2 separate regions of the Gossypium hirsutum genome follow, and region 1 is linked to region 2. A link is a contact called in public Hi-C data. All regions are on one chromosome and are shown on one strand. The core of a region is the stretch at or near the end of the contact, and the rest is flanking DNA. Distances in the headings are between cores, read along the strand shown. Region 1 holds the start of LOC107962287 (caffeoylshikimate esterase). Region 2 holds the start of LOC107963599 (NAC transcription factor 25).

What was found. Hi-C and Micro-C count contacts between places; a contact is called where the count stands out from the background.
Region 1: a Hi-C map of leaf shows a contact between it and region 2, with 1.9 times the contacts expected there. The contact joins the promoter of LOC107962287 here to the promoter of LOC107963599 in region 2. A contact is called at or near these places in 3 of 34 Hi-C or Micro-C datasets (hypocotyl, leaf and petal).

The regions. Positions count from the first base shown.
Region 1 is chrA06:91,202,246-91,207,589 of Gossypium_hirsutum_v2.1, forward strand. LOC107962287 (caffeoylshikimate esterase) reads left to right here and starts at 2,331. Exons shown (of 1, transcript XM_016898604.2): 1 at 2,331-3,681. The coding sequence starts at 2,641. The coding sequence ends at 3,591. It overlaps LOC107962286 (helicase-like transcription factor CHR28), which reads right to left. Exons shown (of 12, transcript XM_041115684.1): 10 at 5,339-5,344; 11 at 5,010-5,219; 12 at 3,741-4,438. The coding sequence ends at 4,334.
Region 2 is chrA06:90,938,991-90,945,016 of Gossypium_hirsutum_v2.1, forward strand. It overlaps LOC107963599 (NAC transcription factor 25), which reads left to right and starts at 4,655. Exons shown (of 3, transcript XM_016900050.2): 1 at 4,655-4,935; 2 at 5,050-5,357; 3 at 5,446-6,026. The coding sequence starts at 4,713. The coding sequence ends at 5,979.

The DNA of each region.
Region 1 (5,344 bases), core at 1,081-3,580, 260 kb after region 2:
AAAAACCCTTAAATGAGCTTTCAATGATTACTGCTTCGGGTGGACAAAGACTACCCTTCTTATCCATTTTTCTTCTGTCACAATATTGGTATCGCGATACCAAAGAAGAAGATATCACGATACCTTAGAAAATTTTGAACTTGGGGTGCTTCTTGGCAGGTGGATATCGTAATACCACTAAAAGGTGGTCTCCAATCCTAGGTTTGTTGGAGGTATTGTGATTCCAAGGTTTGGATATCGCAATACGCTCTCCTTTGGTCTCGTTCTTGCTCAATTTCAATCTCCAACATGTCCCTACATAAGTTAACCATAAGTTGAGGCCCCCAATGGCACTACTGGCCAATTTGGGGTCTTAAAATGAGTAAAAACAAGACATATACACTTTTTAACTTAAAACCTAAAAACTACGAAAAACTTCAAAAAGGACACTACTTTGCTTGAGAATAAGCTCCATAAATGTATCGGGAAAGTCTAATTTGTCATATCAAATTATGACATATCAAGGGCAATAAAAGATCTAACAATAAGATTTAAGAGATATGTACAAGGGAAAATAAAAGAACAAAGAATTTAAGGTTTTTCTCTTGACTTTGATGCTTGGATATGTCTCTATTGAGTCTTAAAGTATTCTTGATGAGTGTTTATACCAAAGTATAAGTTTGTAGACATTTATCGCCATTGGAGGTAATTTGAAACCGTTGCAAGCATGAATTTTGGAATGAAAAAAAATATTTCTACTACTAAAGTCTTGATATTTATCAAGGAGGTATCAGTACTTAGATAAAAAGTAACCATTGAGAGGCTAAGTCTCGAGACTTGCAAACCCAAGTCTTAAGGCTTGCCTAGTAAGTCTCAATATCATGCCCTTTTAGAAAATGTTGTTAGCTATGACTTGTAAAAACCCAAATATTGATACTTAGCTACCAAAATGCCTTTGAGAACATTTTATGTAGCTTTTAAATACTTTGGTATTGACTAAAGAACATTTGGAACATTATGAAACACATATAGAATATGTTTTTGAGTTTTTGCAAGTGCTGAAAATACATTTAAAATGTTTGATAAAATTTTCAACCATATTTTCATGACTTAGGAAATATATATAATTTATCTTAACAATTAATGTATTTTTTTAAGAAACATAGCTCAAGAACTAGCTAATATGATTGAAAAGGAATAAATGGTTGAAATATTGAATCAAAAATCCATTCGATTGGATTTTAATTTTTTTATTTAACCTCATTTTGAAAATCTCAAAAACATTAACTAATGATAATTAAGAAATATTTATAAAAATAAAAATATAAAAAAATATTAAGACATAAGAAATATATATTAACAAAAATATTAATAAAGAAAATAAACCAAAGTACAAGAAAGCCCAGAAGATTATATGAGAAATTGAAAACAGAACCGAATTTTTTTGTTAAAAAAATCCAAAATATTAAATAAAATTAAATTAAAAAAAACCCCTCCTATTTTACATTCTTTTCGGTTTTGTTCCAAGTTTATAATTTTAAAAATTCTTACTTTTATTTCTCAGTATTAAGTTAGTTTTTTTTTATGGATTCGAATAAATAATATTTAATTCAGATATAATTATCAAACTGTATGTATCAATTGTTTAACATTATTTTACTTTTATAAATAAGATATTTAGATATCATCTTCACTTTTTCAATTTTCTATAAATGCTTTTTTTTTAACTATTTTTTAAAAGAATATTAAACTTGGATATTTAGTGAATTCAGATATTTGGTGGGCAATGCTATCCAAATAGAATTCAAACTTGGATTGTAATAATAGATTTAATGCGAATAAAATATAAAATTATCTTGAGGTGGGGATTAAGATATTACTAAAATTGTACATACCCTCAACCCTAAAATTACTTTTAAGAAAAAATATATATAAATGTTCACGAATCAGGAAATTCGTCATGTCTCATTAGCCTGCTCACTTATGTTGAGTTTAGGTTTTTTTTTTTTTCTCTTTTTCAATTTCAAGTGAATCTGCTTGATTGATGGTTTATAATAAAAAAGGTAAAAAAATAGTTTTATATTAATATTTATATAATTTTTAATTAAATATAAATAAAAATATTTTATTTTTATATAGTAAAATTAATTATATGAGTGGTTGAATTAATTTTCCCTATTTTTATATTTAATAATTTATTTAATTAAAGAACTGGTGATTTAAAACCTTTAATCACAAATTCACAATCATAAAGCTCAAAATGTTCACTTTTTGTCTTTCTGTTTGTCACATAATAATTTTTAGTTAATTATCTTTTTCTAAGTTGAACTAGCAGGAATATCACCCTGAGAAAAAGAAAAAAATGTATTTTAAGTACTATTTGTAACAACAAAGAATTTAAGTAAAAACACATAGTTTAGCACCAATTTTTAAGTCAAGCATTTAATATCACAAAGATGAGAAAAAAAATGTATAATTACACAAATCTACGATGAAGCCGAAGGTGCAAAGAGGAAGAAAGTCTATGTCTTGGTAGCCCAACTCAACCACTAGTCCAACCCAAGAGTAAAGAAACCTCTTTAAAGGACCAGCCACAAAACTATTTACCAATCAAAAGCAGACGCCCAAAACGATCTGATCTACTCAATCTTTTCTCCAAGGATGGTGGAACAAGAAGAAAACCTTCATTACTGGGGCGACATCTCAGAGGAAGAGTATTACAGGCTGCAAGGAATCAAAGGGTCAAAATCGTTCTACACTTCAACAAGAGGCCTCTCTCTCTTCACAAGATCATGGCTTCCACTCTCTGGCCCTCCACGTGGCATCATCTTTGGGATCCATGGGTATGGCAATGATATAAGTTGGACTTTCCAGTCCACATCAATCTTTCTTGCTCAGAAAGGGTTTGCCTGCTTTGCCCTTGACATGGAAGGCCATGGGAGGTCTCAAGGCCTTAGAGGCTATGTCCCACATGTTGATTTGGTTGTCCAAGACTGTCTCTCCTTCTTCAATCTCATCAAGCAAGATCCTAACTTTGGTGCTTTACCTTGTTTCCTTTATGGAGAATCAATGGGTGGTGCCCTTTGTTTGTTGGTTCATTTTGCTGATCCAAATGGGTTCCAAGGAGCTGTTTTGGTGGCACCCATGTGCAAAATCTCAGACAAGGTTAGACCCAGATGGCCAATTCCTCAAGCCCTCACTTTTATCTCCAATTTCTTGCCCACTTTAGCCATTGTACCAACCGAAGATCTTCTGCACAAATCAATCAAAGTAGAAGAAAAGAAGATTGTTGGGAACAAGAACCCAGTCAGATACAGAGGGAAACCCAGATTGGGGACAGTTGTTGAACTCTTGAGAGTGACTCAGCTTTTGAGTGAAAAACTGCGTGATGTAAGTATCCCATTCCTAGTAGTCCATGGGAGTGCAGATGTTGTCACGGATCCGGAAGTGAGTCGGACTTTGTACAAGGAAGCATCCAGTCAAGACAAGACCTTGAAGATCTATGAAGGGATGTGGCATTCCTTGTTGTTTGGTGAACCTGATGAAAACATTGAGATTGTTCGTACTGATATATTGTCTTGGTTGAGTGATAGATGTAACACAAAGATCTAAACTGGTTTAATTTATGCTGTTTCATTGGAACAACATTATGTTAATGAGGATTTGTAATTCAATTTCAATAAACTTATATATTTGGACCTATGAATTGGGATGTGCTATCATCATATTCGGGTATTCTGAAAAAAGAAAGTAACAATTAGTACAGGGATAAAGCATAAGGTTCTAATTCGCAATAATCAAGGTTTGACGTTAATGAATGAATACACTGCAGGGCCATAAATAGTATGCTCAAAATGACCGATGATGCTACAAATTTCAGTTTCTGTATCTTAGAAAAGAATAAGAAAATTAAAAATAGGGGACCTATCATTTACATAACTAAAAGAATAGCCCAGTTCCAACCCTATACCATCTTTGGAAGAGCCCTATCCCTATATCCATATACAATGTCATAGGTGATGTGAGGTTTGAGAACTATCAATGACCAACAAAACAAATTTAACTTTCCTTTTGTGACTATGTGGTATGAGAATTCTCATACTATTAACAGTGTGTGTTCAAAAACCCTTGCCCCTTGCCCCTTGCCCCTTGCTCCTTGCCCCTTGCCCCTTGCCCCTTGCCTGTCATAGCATCTGCTAGGCAGGGAAGACGGGTTGTGAAATGGTGTTCTACAGGAAGAAGTGGGAGATCCGACTGTCCATCCCCAACATAATGCACAGGACCTTGGGATGCAAGTCTAAGCACCGCCAGTTTTGCTAATGCCAATTACTGATGTAGCTATAAAAGTGACACATCATGCCATGAACAAGTATTCCAAGTCTTCTACCGTGAGGCGAGTCTGACGCCCACCGGTTTCATCCTCCCCAAATGCTGATGCAACCATCTTCCTCTTCTTTTGCTGTCAATTACGAAAACAAAAAATAAGCAGACCCTTAATGAAAATAAAGTTCTTGGAGAAAGTAAACATGCAAGTTCTATTGATGCTGGGAAGCCATTTTAATACGGCCATTAAACAAGCACAAGTTAGTTTCAACATGAATATATTCCCAACAGCTATTGAGGTTTCCACTAGCTGTACTATATCCACGCCAGGGCTTTCAAGAGCAACCACTGCCCATATGACCGGACTTGTGATACACAAATTTAAAATAGTTTAATGCTCAGTTCTAAACTATATTTAATTATGATTATGCTAGATAGATAATGCGATAAGCATTCAGGCATTCAGGCAAGGCTTAGCCCACACGAAGCTCAAATTTTCTCTGTGGTGTATGGGCAGCTTTATCCATGTTTATAACACTGAAAGTTAACTTGTCAAGACCATTAACAGCATCAGATACATCAATGCTTTTCTATGCACCAAGCAACCATATCAGCATCAAATACACTCTTCAGCTTGACAAAGCTATGGAATTAAACACGAAGAGAAAAGCAGACCATTGTGCCTGCATGGGTGGGGAAAAGCTTACCTGAAGAGCCAAAATACGATCCTCAACTGTATCTTTCACAGTTAATCGTAAAACAGTTACAGGGCGAGTCTGCCCAATTCGATGTGCCCTATCAATTGCCTGGTCCTCAGTCGTAGGGTTCCACCAAAGATCAAGCAGAAGTACATGGCAAGCTGCAACCATGTTCAACCCAAGACTGGCAGCTTTTAAGGACATAATCATAACAGATACCTACAAACGAAAGGAATGAATTTCATGGTTAAGCAGATTTGCTGAACACCAGAATATCACACTCTCTATGATAGGGTACAAAATAATAGAGGTAAAAGAAGAATAGAAATCATTGAAACCTCTGG
Region 2 (6,026 bases), core at 3,405-5,904:
AATTCTCAAAAAACTCTCAAATTATTATCCTAAATTTTATTTTTATCTAAGTTAATATTTTTTATTTTTTATAAATAATTCCAATAAATAGTATTTTTATTAAAAATTTGTTGTGTTCAATTTAGTAATGGCCAAGTCTTATATCCATCTTGGTGACAAGCACATCTCCATCAATCAATTGCAAATGGTAAGAATAACTTTTAATAACTTTTAAATTTTTTTAATTTTTTTTATTTCATAGTTATAATTGAACTTAATATTTTTATACTTTTTTATGTAAATAGGTGGAAGATCAAATTTTGCAATGCCATATTTGTAATCTATCTGGTCGTCCATCATCGTTGATTGAAACATACTTGAGGGAAGTAGGTTTTTTCCACGTGGCCTACTTAGGCCGGAGGTGTAAGTTGGACCCAAAACTCATAAGTGCGTTGGTGGAGAGATGAAGACTAGATACGCACACATTTCATCTTTTATGCGGTGAGTATACTGTCACTCTAGAGGACGTACAATTACAGTTGGGGCTATCTATGGACAGATCGGCAGTCACCGGGTCTGTTCAGTCTACTAATTGGGGGACTATCTTTTCAAACTTTTGGGTGTGGTACCGGAGATGATTACTGGAGGTACGGATTGAAATGGCCTGGTTACGAAATAATTTCACGAAGCTGGCAGAGGATTCTACTGAAGAAAGAAGAGTACGACACACTCGGGCATACATCCTTCAGATTATTGTGGGTATTATGATGTCTGATAAGTCACGAAACCTTGTACATCTAAGGTGGATGATAAAACTCGTTAATTTTAAATAGGCTCACGAACTCAGTTGAGGATCCAAAGTGTTGGCGACATGGTACCAAGAGATGTGTCAGGCGATGAAACTAGAAAAAAATAAATTTGGTGGTTGCCTTTTACTACTACAATCATGGGCTCGGTACCACCTTCCATTTTTACGTCTTCGAATGGACCATATAAATTCCAACTCATAACAAGGTAAAATTTAGTATATATTACTATTATTAAATTAATTTAAAATAAAATTATTATGCTAATAAGTTATTCAATATATTGTTCAGTATTGATCGAGGCGTGAGCACAAGTAGCAACAACGTGCGCACAGGGGTAACAAAGTGACTGAAACCTCCCACAATGGCACTGTCTGTTTCAAAAATCAACTCCGTAGAACTTAAGTGGGATACTTGGTCGACAATCGATGGGCCTTGTAACTCGAAAAGTTTTAAACTGTTGAGAATATATTTCTACATTAATCGACCTCGATCTCCGATGGTTTGCATCCATTATCTTCCTAACATCTTCGAAAAATACATATCTTGCGTCCATTTTGTTGCTATTTTCAACCCCATTCTTGGCATCAAGGTTGTCAGCCTGTAGAATATAACTGAGAAAGTAGATGAAATTGGAAGATGTTGTGTTCGCCTTAACACAGAGTTAACTGCCTCTTCCAGGTTGGTGGTCATTTCAAAATATCAAACCCCGTCATCAAAACTTTGAGCCCATTTCCACGGCTCCATTGATCCCAACCGCACTCGAAAAAGAATTTTCGTTTCACCTTGTATGTCACCCTCAAGTCTAGTCATCCTTTGCATGAAAAGGTGTGGTTCTAATTCGTACACTATGTAAATATTAAGAAAAGACAAGTTACGGTCTCAAATTAATTTTTTGAAGTATCAAGAACATTTAAAACATATGTTAAAAATAAATTTTACCCATTTTCACAACTTGTCTCCACCAGTCTGCATTCTTGTGGTCTTACTGAAAGTTAGCCACGATTTGCTGGATTCAGTAACAGGATCTCCATGGAACACTAAAATGCCTAATCATGGCAATTATTCCATTCTCTTTATCGGATATGTTGCAAATATTGTCATTCCAACAACATACATCCGCAAGTTTGTCAAGAAGAATTCACATGATTTCATATTCTCCTTGTCCATGATGGCAAATGCTATCGAGAGCAAGTTCCAGTTCCCATCTTCAGCAATTGTAATAGGTATGATCTGTGTATATTTTTCGTATAGTCATGTCCCATCAACTTGCACATTCAACTTGTAATGGGGAAATGCTCGCATGCATGGATTGAACATCCAGAACATCCGATGGAAAACTCTTCTTCCCAGTTATAGTTGGTCGTTCGGGCTGCAATAAGGTCATGTCTCCAACTTAATGACTATCCTTGGCACGTACTCTCGCAAAGCGACTATCCACCTATGTAGCTTATTGTACAATGCATCCCAATCTCCGTAGAACTACTTCATGGCAATCTATTTAGCTATCTATACTTTTTGGTATGACACTCAGTACTGGAATCATTCTTACATTTCAAGAAACAATATCGAAATAGGAATGGTCGGCATGTTTTTCACCATTTGCATGATGCATGTGCAGATAGTTTTGGAATCAAGTTTGCGCTGATCTTGCGTCATACATGTTGAAGTGCATGTCTGAGGCCCAACAAATTTTTGAATCTCCCACATTTGTGACTTTAGCATAAATGCGGCTCGTACCTGCCAATTGCAACCTTCTACTGACCATCAACACTCCCCAATATACAATGTCGATTTATACACAACGACTTTGTAATCAAGCGATAAATTCATGCTATAATGCTTAATGGTAAATACACACTCCTCATTGGTTGTGAATTTTTGGCCCATAAAAACCTCTTTACGTCCGGATTCTACGGCCAACCGATGAGCAGGTACTATATCGAGGTACTCCAAGAACTCAGATGCATGCATCACATCGAGATCTATGTTCCACATGCGTGCCCAAGGATCATTGTGTATCACAATGCCTCGATTCGAGCTCCCAACTAAAGACATATTAACATTTTCATCGCCATTCGTACTTTCATCATCAATATCATCCGGGACCTCATTTAGATCGAGATCACTAAAATCTTCAACCTCATGATCAGAAAGATCATTATTATCATATCCATCATCATCATCCACATTGGTCTCAATCACCATTAATGTATTTGTAAACAGAGACTCGGGTTAAGGTTCTCAAACGCAGGTAGAGCATTAAGATCAATGTCAATCCTACGTACAGTTGTTCACCTATCAATGAACGCTATTAAAACCATTATACACGGATCTTGAACTTCATGTTCTTCACTTAATGGAGTGAAATCTTCAAATGGTTCCACATCAGCTACCTCAGCAAAGAACTTAATCGAATTAGTTTAATGACTCCAATTCCAACAATAAAGAGTGACCATTGTCTCTATGTCTTCATCGTCTACAAGTTCCATCTTGGTGAATTTGATGGGATTTGATGAAACTGCAAATTTGTAGAATAATTTCAATATCTTCATCCCAAAACGTCTAACAATTTTTGCACTGATCCTTTCTTTCATTTCATCAACTCAGACATTTATATTAAACCTCAGAGCTATTTTTTGACGACATTCAAATATACATCCAACTGTTGTCAAAATTACTCCATTAAAATAAACGCATGCGAAAAATTGATTATCCTACTTTAGTACTAAATTTGTAAAAATAATTAAATTTCTCAATATGCAATTTCAAAAAAAAATACTATCAAAAAAATAAATAATTAAAATTACAAATCAAAGTAATAAAGACCACAATACCACAAATCCAAACAAATATTAAAGTTTTTCCACAAAAAAAAATTACAAATGTACCTTCAAACTAAATAAAAATACTACTAAGTCAAACAAATATTTAGTACTAAAAAGAATTAATTACAAAAAATATTAACAAATAACTACAAAAAATCAATTTACTTTTAAATAACAATTTAGGTGCTGCCTTCTCTCCTCCTTTAACCAAAAAAAAATGAAAAATAACAATAAACACTACACTAAAAAAATTACCTCTCTTCCTCTTGTATCTTCTTTACTACTAAGTTGTTTCTTTTTTTTTTTAAACCCTTTTCTTTCTCTTGCATATCTCAACTAACCTAAGCCTTCTAAGCACGTCCTTTTTTTTCAACACCTTAAAACTATTTATAAACTATAAAACCTATTTTCTAGTGAAACCCTAAAATACAATGCTGATGGGTTTAACCAGACTAGTACTGCCTATCAGGAAGGCACAACTGGTGCCACTTAAATCCCCATCATATTTCATATTTTTTACTGTATAAAATAATGTTGCCTTTACATCACCTTCAACTCTTAAAATATTAATTTTTTTAAATAGTAAGGTAATGATTGGGGTTAAAATATAAAATTGGTGTCGCCTCTATATCACCCACAACATACTATTTTGGTAAATAATGTGGGTGGAATACCATTTTCATATATTTTTGTTAAGAAGAAGAAGAAGAAAAATGGCCAAAAACAGACATGCTTGCATGCACGCCTCTCACACTCATTTTCTCTTGACAAATTAGTTTTTCTTGAACTAAGCTTGAAGATCTTACATAAGAAAAGCATGACATGGAAAGCGTATAGACAGTTCGAAACCTACGATCCCAGAAACCTGTCCCTTCCCAATTTTCTTGCCTTTTGTCCGCTTATGTGGTCCCTACCAACCCATGCTCTCAACCTGTCAGCACACCTTCCACTGAAACATCCTACGTGCCATCCGACCATTGGTGTCAGCCAACCCATTGTTCCCCTCTCCCCTTACCTTATAACATTTAACATGTAATCTGAAATTTTGTCCATTACTTTCATCTACCATGTTACCAATTCTTTGAACTCTATAGATTTCATGAAAAATTACAAAGAAAATGTTAAATACTGCAAACTAATGGAGAGTACAGATCCATCATCCACCTCGCCGCACCCGCAGCTCCCACCAGGGTTTCGGTTCCATCCGACCGACGAAGAGCTAGTGGTTCACTACCTCAAACGGAAAGTGGCTTCGGTTCCTCTACCGGTTACAATCATAGCAGAAGTTGATCTTTACAAGTTCGATCCATGGGAGCTTCCAAGTATACATAAAGAGCCCAAAAATTTAATTTTAGACCATGTTTATTGGTTGATCAAATCATGTATTTCAGTCAAATACTTGGTGCATAACTCTTTGAATTGTGCATATATTGTAGATAAAGCAAGCTTTGGAGAGCAAGAGTGGTATTTCTTTAGTCCAAGAGATAGGAAATATCCCAATGGAGCAAGGCCTAATAGAGCAACAACTTCGGGTTATTGGAAGGCCACGGGGACAGATAAGCCCATCATAACTTCGAATGGAAATCAAAAGGTTGGTGTCAAGAAGGCTCTGGTTTTCTATGGAGGTAAGCCTCCGAAGGGGATCAAAACGAATTGGATTATGCATGAATATAGACTCATCGACAGTAATTCTAATTCAAAGGCTCAAATTGTTGACTTACCCAACAGGAGAGCTTCTTTACGGGTACGTACAAAGATATCTATAATCTGTTAACAGTCCCATATATTTAAGACTATCATCATTTTCTTTTTCTTGTTTGTCTTCTCTTCAGCTTGATGATTGGGTTCTATGCCGGATTTATAAGAAGAACAATAGCCAAAGATTGATGGAAAAGGATAAAAACCATTCAGCCTTGCCAAGTTTTAGCCATCAAAATCATGGTTCATTGGTAGAACATGAAGAAAATTGCTATAAAAGGATATTAACAGGAGACAGCATGCAAAACAGCTCCATTTCACAAACCGCAGTCTCTTCAAGCTCAAAGCAAAGTCTTCCCATGGCGTTTTTATCAGCAACTACGACAAATTCAATCCCAGTTAAACAAGCAATAGCAGGTCCACAGTACTGGAATAATGAACCAAATTCAACAGGTTCACAATCAGGGAAACCCAGATTCCATGGTGATTTAAATAGTATTTCCATTGCTAGCCCTGACATTGATGATACCAACTCATCGTTCGTTTCTTTGCTGAGTCATCAGTTGCCTCAGAACGCTCCATTCAACACTAGCACGATCGTTGGATCTCTTGTCAATGGGGTTTCTCGGCAACAATTTATACTTCATGGCATGAATTGGAGCTCTTAGTTTCGATTTTTTTTTTAACGTCTTGATGGGTATTATAATTCATCTTT